Regions from separate parts of the Sus scrofa genome. Here region 1 is linked to region 2. A link is a contact called in public HiChIP or PLAC-seq data. All regions are on one chromosome and are shown on one strand. Each heading gives the region's core, a stretch centred on a gene start, on an enhancer-like site or on the middle of the called end of the contact. The rest is flanking DNA. Distances are from core to core; before and after follow the strand shown. Region 1 has its middle 63 kb from the start of ZFP36L1. Region 2 overlaps RAD51B (DNA repair protein RAD51 homolog 2).

What was found. HiChIP or PLAC-seq counts read pairs in DNA pulled down with a chosen protein or histone mark.
Region 1: an H3K27ac HiChIP or PLAC-seq map of alveolar macrophages shows a contact between it and region 2, with 5 times the contacts expected there. The contact joins two enhancer-like sites. A contact is called at or near these places in 1 of 47 Hi-C or Micro-C datasets (liver) and 1 of 2 datasets of contacts at active chromatin or transcription factors (alveolar macrophages).

Annotation. Positions count from the first base shown.
Region 1 is chr7:92,431,522-92,435,016 of Sscrofa11.1, reverse strand. No RefSeq gene overlaps it. Among named protein-coding and RNA genes, the nearest start is that of ZFP36L1, 63 kb to the left of the region's middle. Within about 2 kb of position 1,901, at least 10 of the 83 cell types and tissues checked have an H3K27ac peak or open chromatin away from gene starts, as enhancers often do. A contact at or near this core is called in alveolar macrophages, where this site is marked.
Region 2 is chr7:92,224,092-92,227,339 of Sscrofa11.1, reverse strand. All of the region lies in intron 11 of RAD51B (DNA repair protein RAD51 homolog 2), which reads right to left. Among named protein-coding and RNA genes, the nearest start is that of ZFP36L1, 270 kb to the left of the region's middle. Within about 2 kb of position 1,964, at least 12 of the 83 cell types and tissues checked have an H3K27ac peak or open chromatin away from gene starts, as enhancers often do. A contact at or near this core is called in alveolar macrophages, where this site is marked.

The DNA of each region.
Region 1 (3,495 bases), core at 652-3,151, 210 kb before region 2:
TGGATGGAAGAGAAACATGGAAACTTGCTGGGAAGACTTGTGGGTATTGTGGTCAGCAAAACCTCGGGGTCCTCTCGCTCCCAATTCCATGCCCCCCCCCAAAAAAAAACAAAAACAAAAAAACAAAACATTAGGAAACTCCCTGACAACCAATGGGGTAAGGATTCTGGAATGCTTCTTTGGGTAAAAAATCTCAGGGCACAATACTATATATATGTGTGTGATAGTATGCTACTTTTGTGCAGGAAAAAAAGAATGGAAAAAGCAACTACATGCAATTATTTTCTTATAACTACATAAAGAAATTCTGGAAGGATGCGTAAGAAAATGAAGATGGCCATATGGACATAAGAACTGGACAGACGGGAGAATGAGAGAGGGGTGAGATGTTATTTATCCCTTCCTATGTTTTTATTTCTGACCATGAATTGGTTTACTTATCTCCCCAAAGGTCCTTTTTCATTTTTGACAACAACAACCCCCGCCCCTGACCCCACTAGCTCTGAGGTCCTCTCTGGATCATTGCCTGTCCATCCTGCCCGTATTTTCTGCCTCATTTTTGCTAATGTTATCACCGCTTCCTTTGCCTGACTTTTATTTTTTTTTTCTTTCCCTCCTCAGTCCAATTCCAGGCCTCCTTGTTTAAAACAAAACAAAGCTTTCCAAACCTAAACTCTATGCTGCGGCATTTTCCTTGAGTGGACGTACTGAGCGATGGTGGCTGGTAGCCTTCATCTCACAGGACTTCTTAGGCTCTGAACCCTGATGGTCCAGCTCCCCTGGCGAACGAAGGTGGGGCCGTCCCTGGCCTTGGGAACCCACTCCGCCCTTCGGTCACCTTCAACACATCCTTGAACATTCCGAGATGCTCCTGTGTGGGCCTCTCATTCTGTAGCCACAGTTGCAGAAATGCACCTCAACCATCATCCATCAAATCACCAGATGTCACCAGCTTTCCAGTTCCTGAGATACCTCTTGGTCCTTTTCTCACCAGGCTGGATAATTTTGATTCCTATAACGAATTCCACCACCCACCATCATTCCTTCTCTTCCATCTTTCCTTCCTTCCTTCCTCCCTCTTTTCTTTTTTGGCCGCCCCGCGGCATATGGAGTTCCTGGACCAGGGAGCAGATCTGAGCCGCAGTCGTGACTGAAGCTACAGCTGCGGCAATGCCAGATCCTCAACCCACTGTGCCGGGCTGGGGATCGAACCTGCGTCTCAGCACCCCCAAGTCACCACCAATTCCATTGCGCCACAGAGGCAATTCCCATGCCTTCTTTTGAAATCACTCCAAGCATCTTTCTTAATTTTTAGAGCCTCCGTTTTATAACAAGAGGCTAAGCCCTAAGTACAATGACAAGATTGTGACATGGTCTCTCTCTGCCTCTCTGCCTGGATCCCTGTTGAACGAGTGTTCAAATGCAAGAAAAATCTTTTACGTGTCAAAGTCTTTTTTGCAGTTCACAGAGCACCACCGTCCCCTTTATCTCAGCCTCTCTGCCTGGATCCCTGTTGAACACATGTCAAATGTAAGAGAAACCTCTTACATGTCATTGCTTTTTTTTTTTTTTTTTTTTTTTTTTTTTTTTTTTTTTTTTGCAATTCACTGAGCGCCACCATCCCCTTTATCTCACCCATCAGACCCTCTTAGTGTCTTACTATTTCCACTGATTCAGGTTAAGCTTGGCCCACTGGTCTTTATTTAGCTCATCTTTGTTATACCTGTGGGTAGATCTTATAAGCAGGCCTTGGCACTGGTTTACTTGTGGGTTTCCTTTTTAAAGGTCAGTGTGAAACAGGAAATGTGACTAAGAAAATCTTCCTCCATAAAGCTTCACTTCATTAACTGGAAAAAGGAGCCCATTGCCTCTGCCCCAATACTTACTCATGACCCAAACAGACACATTTCAAAAGAACACATAGTTCCCCAAACACTGAAACGTGCACACTAAGGTTCATGTGTGGATTGAGTGGTGACAGGTCAGGCTTGCCTTGTCTGGTCCATCCTCCTGCCAACTCGGGCTGCCTGTCACCATTCCTCACAGAATCTGGGGATTCTATGAAGGGACCTGGGAGGTCAGGGAGACCTCGTGCCTGACCAAGGAGGGGGTGGAGTTTAGGAGCTGGAACAGTTGGCAATATTCGTGTGGATGAAGGGCGAGCTAGATGGAAATCTGGGAGTCTTGACTCTTAAGCCACATCTGCCCCATTAAACCACATGCCTACCTCTTAAGCTTCTGGAGGGGCCCCTGCATCTTTCTTCTCTTAGCACATAAGCCCGGTGATGCTGCAGTGTGGACATGGGGTTGTGGGAGGGGACCCTGGGCAAACCCTCTAGGCTTCCACCCTTGGGGAGGCGGTAGTTGAGACACTTGGGATTGTTAGGTTTGCAACCTTACTCTGGTTTCCTCAACTATAAAATAGAAAAATAATAGCTCTTACTGTAGAGGATGAGCATGTGAGATGAAGACAAATTAATGCACAGAAAACATTTAGAGCAGTCTTGATGTGTGATCACTCTGTTAAGTATTAGCTATTATTATTCCGATGGGTTGGTCAGCTTTCCTCCATTCTATTCAACTGGACGAGAATTTGGCACCAACCAAGGGTTTTGCTGGGGCTGTGAAAATGGCCACATTGAAGCTCCACCTTAACTCTGGCCAGTCTCCCAAAGGCCAGCAGTTTGTCTTAAGGAAAACTGAAAAAAAAAAAAAAAAAAAAAAGAATATAGATGGTCCAATGCACAGTCGACGCTGGGCTATGTGGCATGGGGCCCACCTCTGAGATGTCCTGGTTTAGGACTGCAAGCAGTGCTGAGCTCTCAGAGACCTTGGGCCCAGTGTCAGTTCTGGCTTGGCATGTGATACTGGGCTGGGGAGCACAGCTTGAGGTGTAGGGGCTTGGGGCTCCATGTACTTGGACCAGACGCAGAGAGGGAATGTGGGATGACGTGAGGGGTGCCATGGTCAGGCTCAAGGGTGCTGAGTCCTGGCTTGACTCACCCTTCCATCTGCAATCTCAAGGCCTGTCTGCATGCTGGGAAATTCCTGGGGAGGGGAGGAGGTTAAACTCTGACCCTAAAAGGCACGTAGATGCTTCTTCAGAGCCTCGAGTTGCCTCACTCTGCCCGACAGCTTCCTGAAAATGTAGTCTTACCACACTAAGAGGAAGGATGGACCTGTAGTAGTGTGGGACCCCGGGTCAGTAGGATTTACAGGGGGAACCAGAGATGCAGCTGCGTGTGTGAATGGTGAAAAGGGCTGAAATTTTACTAAAACATTTCCACTGCACACATCCATGCATTATGTACCAATTTTAGTTCTTCCAACATGAACATGAACCTTTGGCTCTATCAGCCCACATTGTCCTCTTCCCCAACTGCCTACATACTAGGGGTTGGTGACCCTCTTCCAAGAAGTGAAGCAGGTGTGGCCAGGTGCAGAGATGCTCTTTGCAGACCATCCATTGAATCCTGTCAATATTTAGGGCCTGAC
Region 2 (3,248 bases), core at 715-3,214:
TTGATACTCTGAAACCATCTTCCTTTTGGTTAGTATTTCCTGGTACCTAACTTGCTCTCTCTTTCCTTCTAAGTTTCTGCGTGGTTTAGCCTAGGAGTAACTTTTGAAAACAGCCTACAGCTGGATAAGTTAAAAGTTCTTACCTGATAATCTCTAATTTTTAGTAGGTATATTTAATCCACATACACTTATTGTGGTTACAATTACATTTGGCTTATTTCTTCCATTTTATTTATTCTATTTATCTTCATTCTTTGTTTTTCCTTTTTTTTTTCTCTTTCTTGCCTTGTCTTAAATTTATCAGGTATTCTGTATTCCATTTTTTCTCCCACTAAATACGTGACCTTGAGACTTTCTCCTTAGTACTCTTCCTGCCTTCTTTCTGGTACTGACTGATCAAGATGTTTAGTAATACGAATTTTAACAGGCTGATCATAGGTTCTCACAACAGATCAGGTAAAATTTGATCACTTTTGTTTGTACTTTATGACTTATATCCAATTCTCAAAGTATTCTTGAGATAGTTAACAATAAAAGACACATATATAACTAGTTAGACAAATAGAGAAAGAGAAATGTGAACCATAGAGGAGGAAGGGTAAATAATTATGCCAAAAACCTGAGCTAATGGTTACTGTAATTGAGCATTAAATTTGTTCAAGGCTTCTTGGCAGCGGAAGGCGAAAAAGAGGAAATGTGATGGGTGACATAATTCTCAATGGCTCACATTTTTCTCTTAAATAGTCTAGCAAGGTTATGATGAGCTAAAAATGATTTGGGGGATAAGGGCTATTCAGGGTGCATAGTGCAAAAGAAGGAGTTCTCTTCACGGGGGTGGAGTCTAATCTCTGTGGCTTTAGCAATAGATAGAACAACTCTGGATTTGGATGGCTTAGTGCTGGTATGACTCAAGCCAGGAAGCTGGGATTGATGACTTTTTAAACAATAGTGTTTTGAAAACTTCAGATTAAAAAAAAATACATGTTTACTATCAAAATTTGGAAAATACAAGAGTGTAAAGAAGAAAACAGAAATATCTTTCTATAATCCCATTGCCTAGAAACAATCATTGTCAAAACTTCTAGGCCTTTTTCCTTGCGTACGTACCTGTATTAGCTGACTTGTAGTTTTCTATAATTAGATGACTATAAATTAGTTGGCCTTTGGTCCAAGTGACTGTTACATTTAATAATAAAAATGGCTACTGCTTGCCTATTGAATGTTCAATGTGTTCCAGACACTGTACTGGTACTTACAGTTCTAATGCCAACTGGTATGAGGCAGTTTTTCATGTTCGTAGAGGGATTACGTAACTTGTCTAAATTACATCCAGTTATAGAAGGAGCAAGAACACACGTTTGAGTGTGTCTAACTGTGCAGCATAATCTCTCCTACCAGGTGCTGCTTCTCTGAGATGCAGGCATCTCCCTGGTCCCTGGTGCCTGCCTGGGACCTGGTGCTTGCCTGGGACTCTGGCAGTGGGGGTGCTTGGGTCTGACATCAGCTCAGCTGGCTCCCTGGCCCCAAATGTCCAGCATGGGATGCAGGAGCTTGTTCTATTCCACCCCTCTTTCTTCTTTCTCCCCTTCCTCTCCATGCTGGAGCTGAAGAAGTGAGCTGTTATAGGTGCCCCGGTTAGCTCAGGCAGGTGTTCTACTGGATTTTGCATTGATAAAATATTGTCATGTGGGCATCCCTTATGGGGATTAAGGTTAAGAGAAAGTCAAGCATCCTGATTCTATTGTCAGTCTCTATGATACCAAAGAGCATGGAATATTTTCTGTTTGTCATAGGTATTACTGTGGCTTATAACTGAAACTTTGTGCAGATGTAACTTTCTTCTTTCTTGCGCCCCTGTATCTGCCCAGAAAATTCTATCTTAGGTGAGTCACAGACTGAAGCATCCAACAGCAGCCCTCAAATAGCCACTAAGAACTGGCTCCTTCTGCACAGATCCAGGCCACATGGTCACCCGGACAGGATGGCTGCCACACCCAGAAGGGGCAGTTTATTGTGAGTGGCCTCTGGCAAACGTGAGCAGTGTCTTGGGCACCAGGGGCGACTTCTGGCTGAAGCCTAGCCCATCTTCTCTGTTGCCACTTTTGGGGACCAAGAGGCCTAAATGTCAGGGCTCCCGGCCAGCCACACAGCAAGCTGAGATCCTCCGGGCGAAGAGCTCTGAGCAGGATGGATCAGGCTGGGTTGCCAGTGGGTGTGAGTCAGCGACTGAGATGCCCTCTCTCCACTGTATTTGCATAACTCTAAGCTTCGTTTTTCCCAGCAATTGCTCATCTGACCCTGGCACACCAGAGCCCACTTCCCGAAGGAGATGTTTATGGGGAAAAAAATTTTTTTAAAGAGGATGTTACACACCTGAGCTTCCACACTCGGGAGTGGTAAATCATCTCAGTTGTTGGAAGTATAATACATGGAAATCACAAAGAAGCTGGTATTCCCAATGTGCCGAATGACTTGCCCCTGAGGTTTGGGACCCATTTAATAACAATAACAACCTGAACACCAACAGCAATAATCACAACACATAACACTTGAATAGCACTGAACATGGGCCAGGCAGTAACCTAAGCACTTTACCTATCTATGTTAACTCACGTGTTTTCTCTGTTTTACAAATAAGCAATGAAGCACAATGAGTTTCAATAACTTGCCCAATGTCAGAGAGCTAGTAAGAGGCCAAGGCATAACCCCAGGAATCTCAGCTTCTTTTTTTTTTTTTTTTGGTCTTTTTGTCTTTTTAGGGCTGCACCTGTGGCATATGGACGCTCCCAGGCTAGGGGTCTAATCGGAGCTATTGCTGCCGGTCTACACCACAGCTCACAGCCACACCAGATCCTTAACCCACTGAGCAAGGCCAGAGATGGAACTCGCAACCTCATGGTTCCTAGTTGGATTTGTTTCTACTGTGCCATGATGGGAACTCAGAGGAATCTTAGCTTCTTAACCCGGCTCACAAGTTTCCAGGAATCCTAGCTTCCTAACCCAGCTCACTAGTTTGATGTTGACATTCGTGTGAGAGGAATCATAAAAATTGGAGAAAACCACAGATTTTGCAACATAGAGCTTCTCAAATCTGAGGATGGGAGTTCCCTTCATGGCTAGTGGTTAATGAACCCGACTAGCATCCGTGAGGACGCAGGTTCGATCCCTGGCCTCACTCAGTGGGTTAAGGATCTGACGTTGCTGCGAGCTGCAGTGTAGATCACAAATGTGGCTTGAATCCAGCATTG